Linked DNA regions of Ovis aries: region 2 is linked to region 1. Evidence: chromatin contacts called from public Hi-C data. All regions are on one chromosome and are shown on one strand. The core of a region is the stretch at or near the end of the contact, and the rest is flanking DNA. Distances in the headings are between cores, read along the strand shown. Region 1 overlaps ARHGAP32 (Rho GTPase activating protein 32). Region 2 has its middle 20 kb from the start of BARX2.

The links. A called contact is a pair of places that touch in the nucleus more often than the background predicts.
Region 2: a Hi-C map of hypothalamus shows a contact between it and region 1, with 6 times the contacts expected there. The contact joins two enhancer-like sites. A contact is called at or near these places in 4 of 16 Hi-C or Micro-C datasets (hypothalamus, omental adipose tissue and tail adipose tissue).

Annotation. Positions count from the first base shown.
Region 1 is chr21:29,921,997-29,926,444 of ARS-UI_Ramb_v3.0, reverse strand. All of the region lies in intron 1 of ARHGAP32 (Rho GTPase activating protein 32), which reads left to right. Among named protein-coding and RNA genes, the nearest start is that of ARHGAP32, 48 kb to the left of the region's middle. Within about 2 kb of position 2,349, at least 1 of the 54 cell types and tissues checked has an H3K27ac peak or open chromatin away from gene starts, as enhancers often do. A contact at or near this core is called in hypothalamus, where this site is marked.
Region 2 is chr21:30,024,973-30,029,420 of ARS-UI_Ramb_v3.0, reverse strand. No RefSeq gene overlaps it. Among named protein-coding and RNA genes, the nearest start is that of BARX2, 20 kb to the left of the region's middle. Within about 2 kb of position 2,115, at least 7 of the 54 cell types and tissues checked have an H3K27ac peak or open chromatin away from gene starts, as enhancers often do. A contact at or near this core is called in hypothalamus, where this site is marked.

The DNA of each region.
Region 1 (4,448 bases), core at 1,100-3,599:
CTGGTGCTACAGTTCATCAGGTCACAGAGAGTCGAACATGACCGAAGCGACTTAGTCTGTACCTAGCAGACCATGATGTGTAGAAATGGAAAAAGGGAGAGACGGATTAGAAGCAATGGCTAGTCCAATTGAAAGATGATGATAGCTTAGACTAAGGTAGCAGTGCAGAGCAGAGAGATAATAAGATTCAGGATATGTCTTGTAGACAAAATAACAGTGAAAGTTGCTTAGTCATGTCTGACTCTTTGAGATGCCATGGACTATGCAGTCCATGGAATTCTCCAGGCCAGAATACTGGAGTTGGTAGCCTTTCCCTTTTCCAGGGGATCTTCCCAACCCAGGAATTGAACCCAAGTCTCCCACAATGCAGTGGATTCTTTACTAAGGCAAAAAGCTACAAGGAAAGTATTTGCTGATAAGTTCGTTTTGGATTTTTAGGACGATACAAGCTTTTGATTTCTGAAGTATGCTCTTTAATGGTAAAAAAAAAAAGAAAAAACAAAACAAAACAATGTGTTGTTAATGTGGGTCTTTCCTGGTGGTTCAGCAGTAAAGAATCTGTCTTCAAGGCAGGAGACGTGGATTCAGTCCCTGGGTTGGGAAGATCCCCTGGAGAAGGAAATGGCAACCGACTCCAGTATTCTTGCTTGGGAAATCCCACAGACAGAGGAGCCTGGTGGGTTGCAGTCCATGTGGTCACAAAGAGTCAGACATGACTTAATGACTCAACAACAAATGTTATTAATGTAAAAGCTTTGTCTCTGCTCTCAGTAAGTGCTCAGTGATTTTTAGTAGAGTTAACGGATTTTCTCTCATCACTTGAATCTGTTTTCTGGGATGTTGCACATGTTTGCCGCACGATATTAAAGCTGGTTCCTGGGTCTAGCTCCAGGTCTTTCCTGTACACTCTCTACCTCTGCAGCCCCTTTTCTGGCCTCCATCTGGGGACATCTGCCCTTGTTCCACCAGCCATTTCTTGTTCTTTGTTCTGCATTCCTGCTGTTGCTCTTCCTTTGCAGGGATGTGCAGAGATTGCATCAGTTGGTTTTGGGCCATGCCATTCACACTTGACATGGTGGATGGTAGGCTGGGTCAGAACAGCCCGAGGCCTTGGAGATTGGGACTGAGAACAGTAATTGAGTCTTAACTGTCAGAGTTTCTGCAGAATCCAGTTACTTTTGCTTCTGTGAAATTAGAATTAATAAGATGCAGCAGATTGATAAAACTGATGTTAGGTTTAAACACGTCTTTTCATGTAGCCTTCACATTTTAACCAGGTTGTAAAGTGAAGTGAAGTCGCTCAGTCGTGTCCAACTCTTTGTGACCCCATGGGCTATAGCCCACCAGGCTCCTCTATTCAAGGGGATTTTCCAGGCAATAGTCCTGGAGTGGATTGCCATTTCCTTCTCCAGGGGATCTTCCCAACCCAGGTATTGAACCCGGGTCTCCTGCATTGTAGACAAACTCTTTACCATCTGAGCCACCAGGGAAATCTTAGTTTTTGTAAATCACATCATGTTTTACTTATGTTCAGAAGGTCTATAGTTGCTTGGGACTGGAGACTCTGTCCTCCAACAGTATCACGTATTCCTGGTTCTCTTCTTTGTATTACCCCCGCCAAGGGGTGGTTTTCTCCTATCTGAAGACCATGTTCAGTGGTACTTTTTATTCACTTACCTGCATTTGTGTGTGTGGTGCCCTACCAGTCCTTGAGTTCTAGCAGATAACAGCCAAAATGATTCAGACAGACCTAGTTTCACCACAGATGATGGAAGTTTCATATCTACACATAAAGCATCTAAGGATAGGGGCTCAGGCAGGAGCTTGGGGAGGAGCACAGGAAATGTGGCCTGAAAGTCTAGAGAAAGTAAAGCTCTGGCAGGAACTATATTAGATAGCTGGTTGAATTGGGGGAGATGTTTGGGAAAGTGAGTTGTAATAGTGTCTGGTGGCTGCTGTCACAAATGACAACAAACCCAGTGTCTTAAAGCTGCAGAAATCTATTCTTTCAGGGTTCTAGAGGGCAGTAGTCTGATCAAGGTGGCAGCAGGGCCCCACTCCTTCCAGAGGTTGTAGGATCCTTTAGCTTTTCTGCTGTCTTTCTTTGGGTATTTATTTGGTTCTAGTAGGCAGTAGAAATTACTGGGTGATCACATTGAACATTTGATATCGTGGTTCTCTGCTGTGCCAGGGTGGGTTGGTTTTGCCCTAGTCCAAGAGGACCCCCTTTAATCCTGGGGCGTAGCCTTTATTCTCAAGGAAAGAGCCTCAGTGTGAAGCCTGAGGTTTTTGCCTGGCAGCTTTTAGGCTTGGTTCAAATTCTGTTTCCCTTGGCGTGGCAGCAGCTGAGATGCCTTCTCAGCCTCTTTCAGCCTGCCAGCTATTGCTCTCCGGTGAGCTCCATAGAGTCTTTCTTGCACATGTGAGTTAACGAGTCAGCCACGAATTTGAAGTGACCTTGTATTTAGAGTTTATGTCTCCAGTAGCCCTCTGTTTTCTGGAATTTCCACCTTCATAGGTACCATCCCTTCGGTGATCCCACGCTCTGTCATTTGACACCTCCAGCAAATAGACTGCGGCTTTCTGCGGAATTCTGGTCACTCCCACACCGTGAGAACTGGGATGTACTACCCCAGAGGAAAAGCTCAGAGATGTGGGGCTCACCCACGAGTGTGGTTGTTTAAGTGATTGAGTCTCTGATAGTTTTGCTGGTGTTCGGTTGCTTTAGCAGGTTGGGTTAACATGGGAAGCAAGCAGGGAGTGGTGTGAAGGAAGTTGATTAGTGTATGACTGGTATTGACATTTGAGGAAGAGGGAAGGAAGAGATAGGAGGGTGGAGAGAGAAGGTGAGCTATGATGCATCTCTAGAAGGGCCACAGCTGACTCCGAAATCGGTTTTCTGAAATCGGTTGGTCCTTCAGGGCTTATATCTGTTCATTAGATGTTCTGTCTTTTCAGGTACTTGTCTTACATTTTGTTCACAGTTGATAGTTTTTAACTGTTGGAGATAGACATTTGGTGGAAAAATGTAGGCAAAACCAGGATTTCCCTAGGTTTTAAAATTGAAAGTTATGTGTCTTTGATTTTCTGGTAGTGAATCATGCTTATGTTTGGCAGTGAAAACACTCCAGGTGATTTGCATTTAATTTGAAATACTTGCTTGTTAGTGTATTTGACAACAAAAAGAATGCTTCTCAACTGAGCTTTCATCTGTAATCAGAAAATACAGTTGTTTGCTACATGTGTAATAGCTCTCTAAAATAAGGCAGGATTTCTTAACACAAAACAAGGACATCAACATAACAGTAAATATTTGTACAGGAGCCATAAAATATGTGCTATATAACCATGAAAAATTATTTTATATATTGAATACCACATGAAGTTTTAGGCTCTTGTTTGATAGATTTTTATATTTTAAATGTTAGCCAATCATTGAATTGAGTTGATACACAGTTTATGATACTGTTTCTGTTGAAATCAATTAGTCCTAAGGTATTTCTTACTTAAAAAAAAGTTTTACAGTCAGTTCTCTAATTTGAGAAATATTACTAATGGGAAATTTCATTAAAAAAACATATTCTACTTTAATTTTGATTTAGCCTGGAGAAAACAAAAATGCCTAAACAGTTTTTTGCTTTTTTGTCATTTCCCAACAAAAATGCTTTACCTTAAGATGTTTTGTACCAAATTAAAAAAAATGAAGCAAATCAAACAGACTAGTAAGTATATTGTGGAATAAATACATTTGCATCATTCATCATTTGTTTTACTTGTGTCCTTACTGTAAACTTAAATGATAGAGATCAGGGAGAGCAAAGATGAAAGCTACTTGACTGTTGTCCAGGCCCTAAAAGAATTACTTTTTTTCAGTAGCATCTGCAGCATTTCCTCCAAGATAGTGTAAATTTGGGGGAAAAAAATTAAGTAGTTTCTTTTTAAGTATGTTTTGAAAAATAATCTAGATTGGCCAGGCAGTGTAACGTTTGTTAAACTTGAGGGTCATGTTCTCAGCCTGTGTTACCACAATCATTTCTTTTACAAGAGTGCCACCTGATGTTCCAGTTCTTCAGTAGCAGCTAACTGTGTATGTTCATTTAGCAGCTTAGACATCAGTTTGTTGCTTACTGTCCATCTGGCCACATTAGTGTTACATATATACATGTATCTCATTATGCATTTAAGGTGATAATTTTTGGTACTATTTAAGTGATAAGTAAATCCTTAAGTAAGTCAATTTTAAAAATTGACTCACTTTAAGGGATTCAGTTATTTTATACGATTCTTTTCCTGTGTCCCCAAACCTTGCCAAACCTCTTTGTATCTTACCTTTTGTGCTCTAGCAAATTCTACAGACTTCTATTCCTCAGTTTGGTCTCTGAGTCAGATCAAATAAAGACAGCTGTGAAAGAGGGGTGTTCCGTGGGGTCACCAGATCGGTCTCTATA
Region 2 (4,448 bases), core at 866-3,365, 100 kb before region 1:
ACTCAGGTCTCCTGCATTGTAGGCAGATTCCTAACAATCTGAGACACCAGGGAAGCCCCATACTGATGAACATGAATGCAAAAATTCTCAACAAAATACTAGCAAACTGAATTTATTATGTTTAATGTATTCAACAATACATTAGAAGGATCATATATAATCATCAAATTATGTTTATTCCACTTAAAAGTTTATTTTTGTTCTGATTTTAAAAGAAATTGAAACATTTTTATAGGCCCCTAAAAATATGAAAGACTCCAGGCACTGGGCCTTCTGCATCCAATGAATTAAGTTGGCCTTGGTCTTTCCACCATCTCTGTACCCCTAGTTCTAATACTGAGCAAGTCAATACTCAGTAAATTTTTGTTGAGTGAAGGCAATAGTCTAGACATGCCTACTTCAAAAAAATTGAAGCCAATGAGAGAGTAGTTTCAGAAGAAATTTCTATAACTGTGAACTTTATGCAAATTGAAGGGGATTTAAGGAAGGGAGAGAGATGTTAATTTGGTGAGTGGAATTAAAGTTTTCATCCCCAAACCGGGGAACACCAGGCTGTTAGCATCACTGAAAGGCAAAACAAGAGAAAATCAAAGACAATTTTTGCCTCCTGCGGTATTTTGCAAAGGCCTGGGCCTGCATGGGTCTCGCCCCTGGATTTGGACAGCTGTCAGGAAAATCAGCAGGAAAAGGGAACAAACATATGTCAAGACACAGGGAACATCAGACTGTGAAAGGCGGTCCACAGGCCCCGCTCCACCAGATGGCAGTGTGTCAACAGGGAGTTGGACAGCGTTTCCAAGAGGTACCAATTGCAGGAATTTGTGCTGATGCCAAAGCAGAGGCACTGTCTGTTTGAATTATCGCTGATAAATTTTCTTTTTATTATCTAATGAGGATTTTTTATTGACACAAAGAACACATAAAGGTGTACATTATTATAGTCCTTGCCAAGACATGCAATCAAGATAAAGACATGCAAATACATCAGTAATATTTATGGATAGTCACTGTGCAACAGTTAAATCACTGGGAACTTCCCTGATGGTCCAGTGGCTAAGACGCCATGCTCCCAATGCAGGAGACCTGAGTTCAATCCCTGGTCAGGGAATTCATTCCCACATGTGCCAGCTAAGACCCAGAGCAGCCAAACAAATAAACAAATAAAAATAAGTATTTAAAAAGATGAAGACATGCAAATACACCAGCAATATTTATGAATAGTCACTGTACAAAAATTAAATCAGCATTATTTTTATTTCCTTTACTGTGGCTGCACCAGGTCTTAGTACAGACTCTTAATTGTCACATGTGAGATCTTGTTCTTATATATAGAATGGATAAATAACAAGTTTGGACAATATAGCACAGGGCTTCCCAAGTAAAGAATACTTCCCTGTAAAGAATCCACCTGCCAGTACAGGAGACACGGGATTGAACCCTGGGTCAGGAAGACCCCCTGGAGGAGGAAAACCAATCCAGTATCCTTGCCTGGAAAATTCCATGGACAGAGGAGCCTGTGTCCATGGCATCACAAAGAGTTGGACAGGACTGAAAAGACTGACCACATACATACTGTATAGCACAGGGAACTATATCAGATATCCTGTGATAAACTATAATGGAAAAGAATATTTTAAAAAAGAATGTCTGTGCATGACTAAGTCACTTTGCTGTATAGCAGAGATTAACACAACACTGTAAATCAACTCTGCTTCAAAAAATTAATAAAATTTAAAATGTATATATCCTCTTTGTAAAGGGACTCCACTCATTTTGGATTAGGGCCCATCCTAATGACCTTATTTTAACTTGATCATCTCTTTAAAGACCATATCTCCAAATACAGACACAGTCTAAGGTCCTGGGAGTCAGGACTTCAGCATATGGGCTTGTTCTACACAGCTCCTCCAATAACAACACCCCAGTTCTCATCCTGGTTCTCCAGCTAAGTAACTGGGCAATGTAGTCATGCTGAGCAAGTCACTCACTGGGCCTCAGGCTTTGGCTATAAAATGAGGTCATTGGATGATGTCATCTCTGTGGTCTAGAAGTCTGTGATCATGACAATCAATACAAGTCTGAACTTTGCAAGACCGGGAACACGATGATTTCCAAACGAGCCACAAAGGACAATTGTCTCTGTGCATAGACATTGGTGTGTTTGTGCATACAGATGTCCTCTCTACTCTTGTAGGTATAAAGACAACTTTCATCCCCTTATGGGAGTTGTCTTCCCATGCACACAGGCATTCAGTGCTTTCAAGACAACAGCAGCACAAAACACAGTAAGATGTATTTTCTCCAAGTAAGTTGGTCGTTTTCCCTTTACTGCATCTTTGAAAGAAAAGAAATGCATTTAAGGACCTACAAGTAATCCATGGACTGTGTTTTCCAGTCACCCCATCCTCTTTCATGAGTCCTTGTTCATGCAAGTGATCTTCTCCCTGCATGGATCCCTCTCTCCTATACCTCCTCCTGCCCTATTTCTGCCAGCAAGCAGCTATATGAAGTGAAAGTGTTAGTCGCTCAGTCGTGCCTGACTCTTTGCAATCCCATGGACTGTAGCCCACCAGGCTCCTCCATCTATGAAACTTTCCAGGCAAGAATACTGGAGTGGATTGCGGTTTCCTTCTCTGGGGGATCTTCTTGACTCAGGGATCAAAACCGGGTCTTCCACATCACGGGCAGACTTTAATGTCTGAGCCACCAGGTGAGACCAAACTATATCAAGACTTAAGTCAAATGTTACTTTCTCCATAAAACATTCCAGAATCATCTGCTCTTTCCACCTTGCTCATCTAGCAAATGGTATGCATGCCTGCTAAGTAGCTTCAGCTTTGTTTGACCCTCTACAACTCTATGGACTGTAACCCGCCAGGCTCCTCTGTCCTTGGGATTCTCCAGCCAAGAATACTGGAGTGGGTTGCCATGCCCTCCTCGAGGGCATCTTCCCAGCCCAGGGATCGAACCTGAGTTTCTTATGTCTCCTGCATTGGCAGATAGATTCTTTACCACTAGCGCCACCGGGAAACCCCAGCACATGGTGTGCCCATCTGTAAAAATAATTATAGTTGCCCACACATACATAGCACTTACTTTGTGCCAGGCAGAAGTCTATATGCTTTATGTACAACTCATTCAATTCTCACACCTACCCTATGAGGAAGACAGACAGACACTGTTATTATCCCCATTTAATAGATGAGAAAACTGAGACACAATGAGGTTAATTGACATGTCCAAATATACTCGCAAAGTGATAGCAGTATGATTCAAAGCCACACACTCCAACTCCAGAGGCAGAGCAAGCCATTCAGTACCAGATTCTATACCACATTGTTTTATAATTAATATTTATTTAGATATCTATCTCTCAGTAGATAGTATGCTTCTTGGTGACAAGGACTGACTCTTTTTTTGCAAAACAAATAACTTTTTATCGAAGGATCATTGATTTGCAATGTGTTAGTTTCAAGTAGACAGCAGAGTGACCCAGTTATATATGTATGAAACTTTTTCAGATTCTTTTCCATTACAGGTTATTGCAATGCTTTATTGCATATAGTTCCCTGTGCCCTACAATAGGTCGTCTTGTTTACCTATTTTGTATGTAGTGGTGGGTACCTGTTCAACCCCAACTCCTAATTTATCCCTTCACCCTCCTTTCCCCTTTGGTAACCATAAGTTTGCTCTCTATGTCTGTGAGTTTATTTCTGTTTTGTAAAAATGTTCATTTGTATCAGTTTTTTAGATTCCATATAAAAGTGATATCACATGATATTTGTCTTTCTCTGTCTGACTTACTTCGCTTAGTATGATCATCTCTAGGTCCATCCATGTTATTACAGATAAGGACCATTTCTTAGTCATCTTTTTTCTTACAGCCTGGTACAGACCTGGCCCATGACAGATAGTTTAATAGTGAATAAATGTATTTGTTACTTGGTCTCTCTGCTGTTTACTGAGCATGTGGTGCCTGGCACCTCCCTTCTCCCTGGATCTCCCCAGCTCCCATTCTTCTCTTAACACCCACTAGAGCATCTTATTTCCGGCCTGTGTTCCTCAAGTCCAAATAAACTCTGAGGTGTATCTGTCTACCATTGGGGCTGTTGGTGGGATAGAGATGGGCCCAAATGACTTCTAATAAATACAGTGCCTAATGTGCATATCTCAGCTTCAGGTTTAGACATGACCCCTCCTTCTCAAATTTCTTTGGTTCCCCCATCTGCTCGTTTCCACCATTACCACAAGCTGTCTGCCCTGAATTACTGGAATAGAGGAGGGGAACAGACAGGTAAGTGGGATGCTTATCCAGGGGGCTATTCATTCAAAAAGAACCTGACATACATGGAAAGTCTTGTCCCATAGCCCTCAAATACACATTTGAAACACGCAGTTTTGTTAAAGAATCATATCTCCAAGATAACACAGAAAATATAGGCATGGCT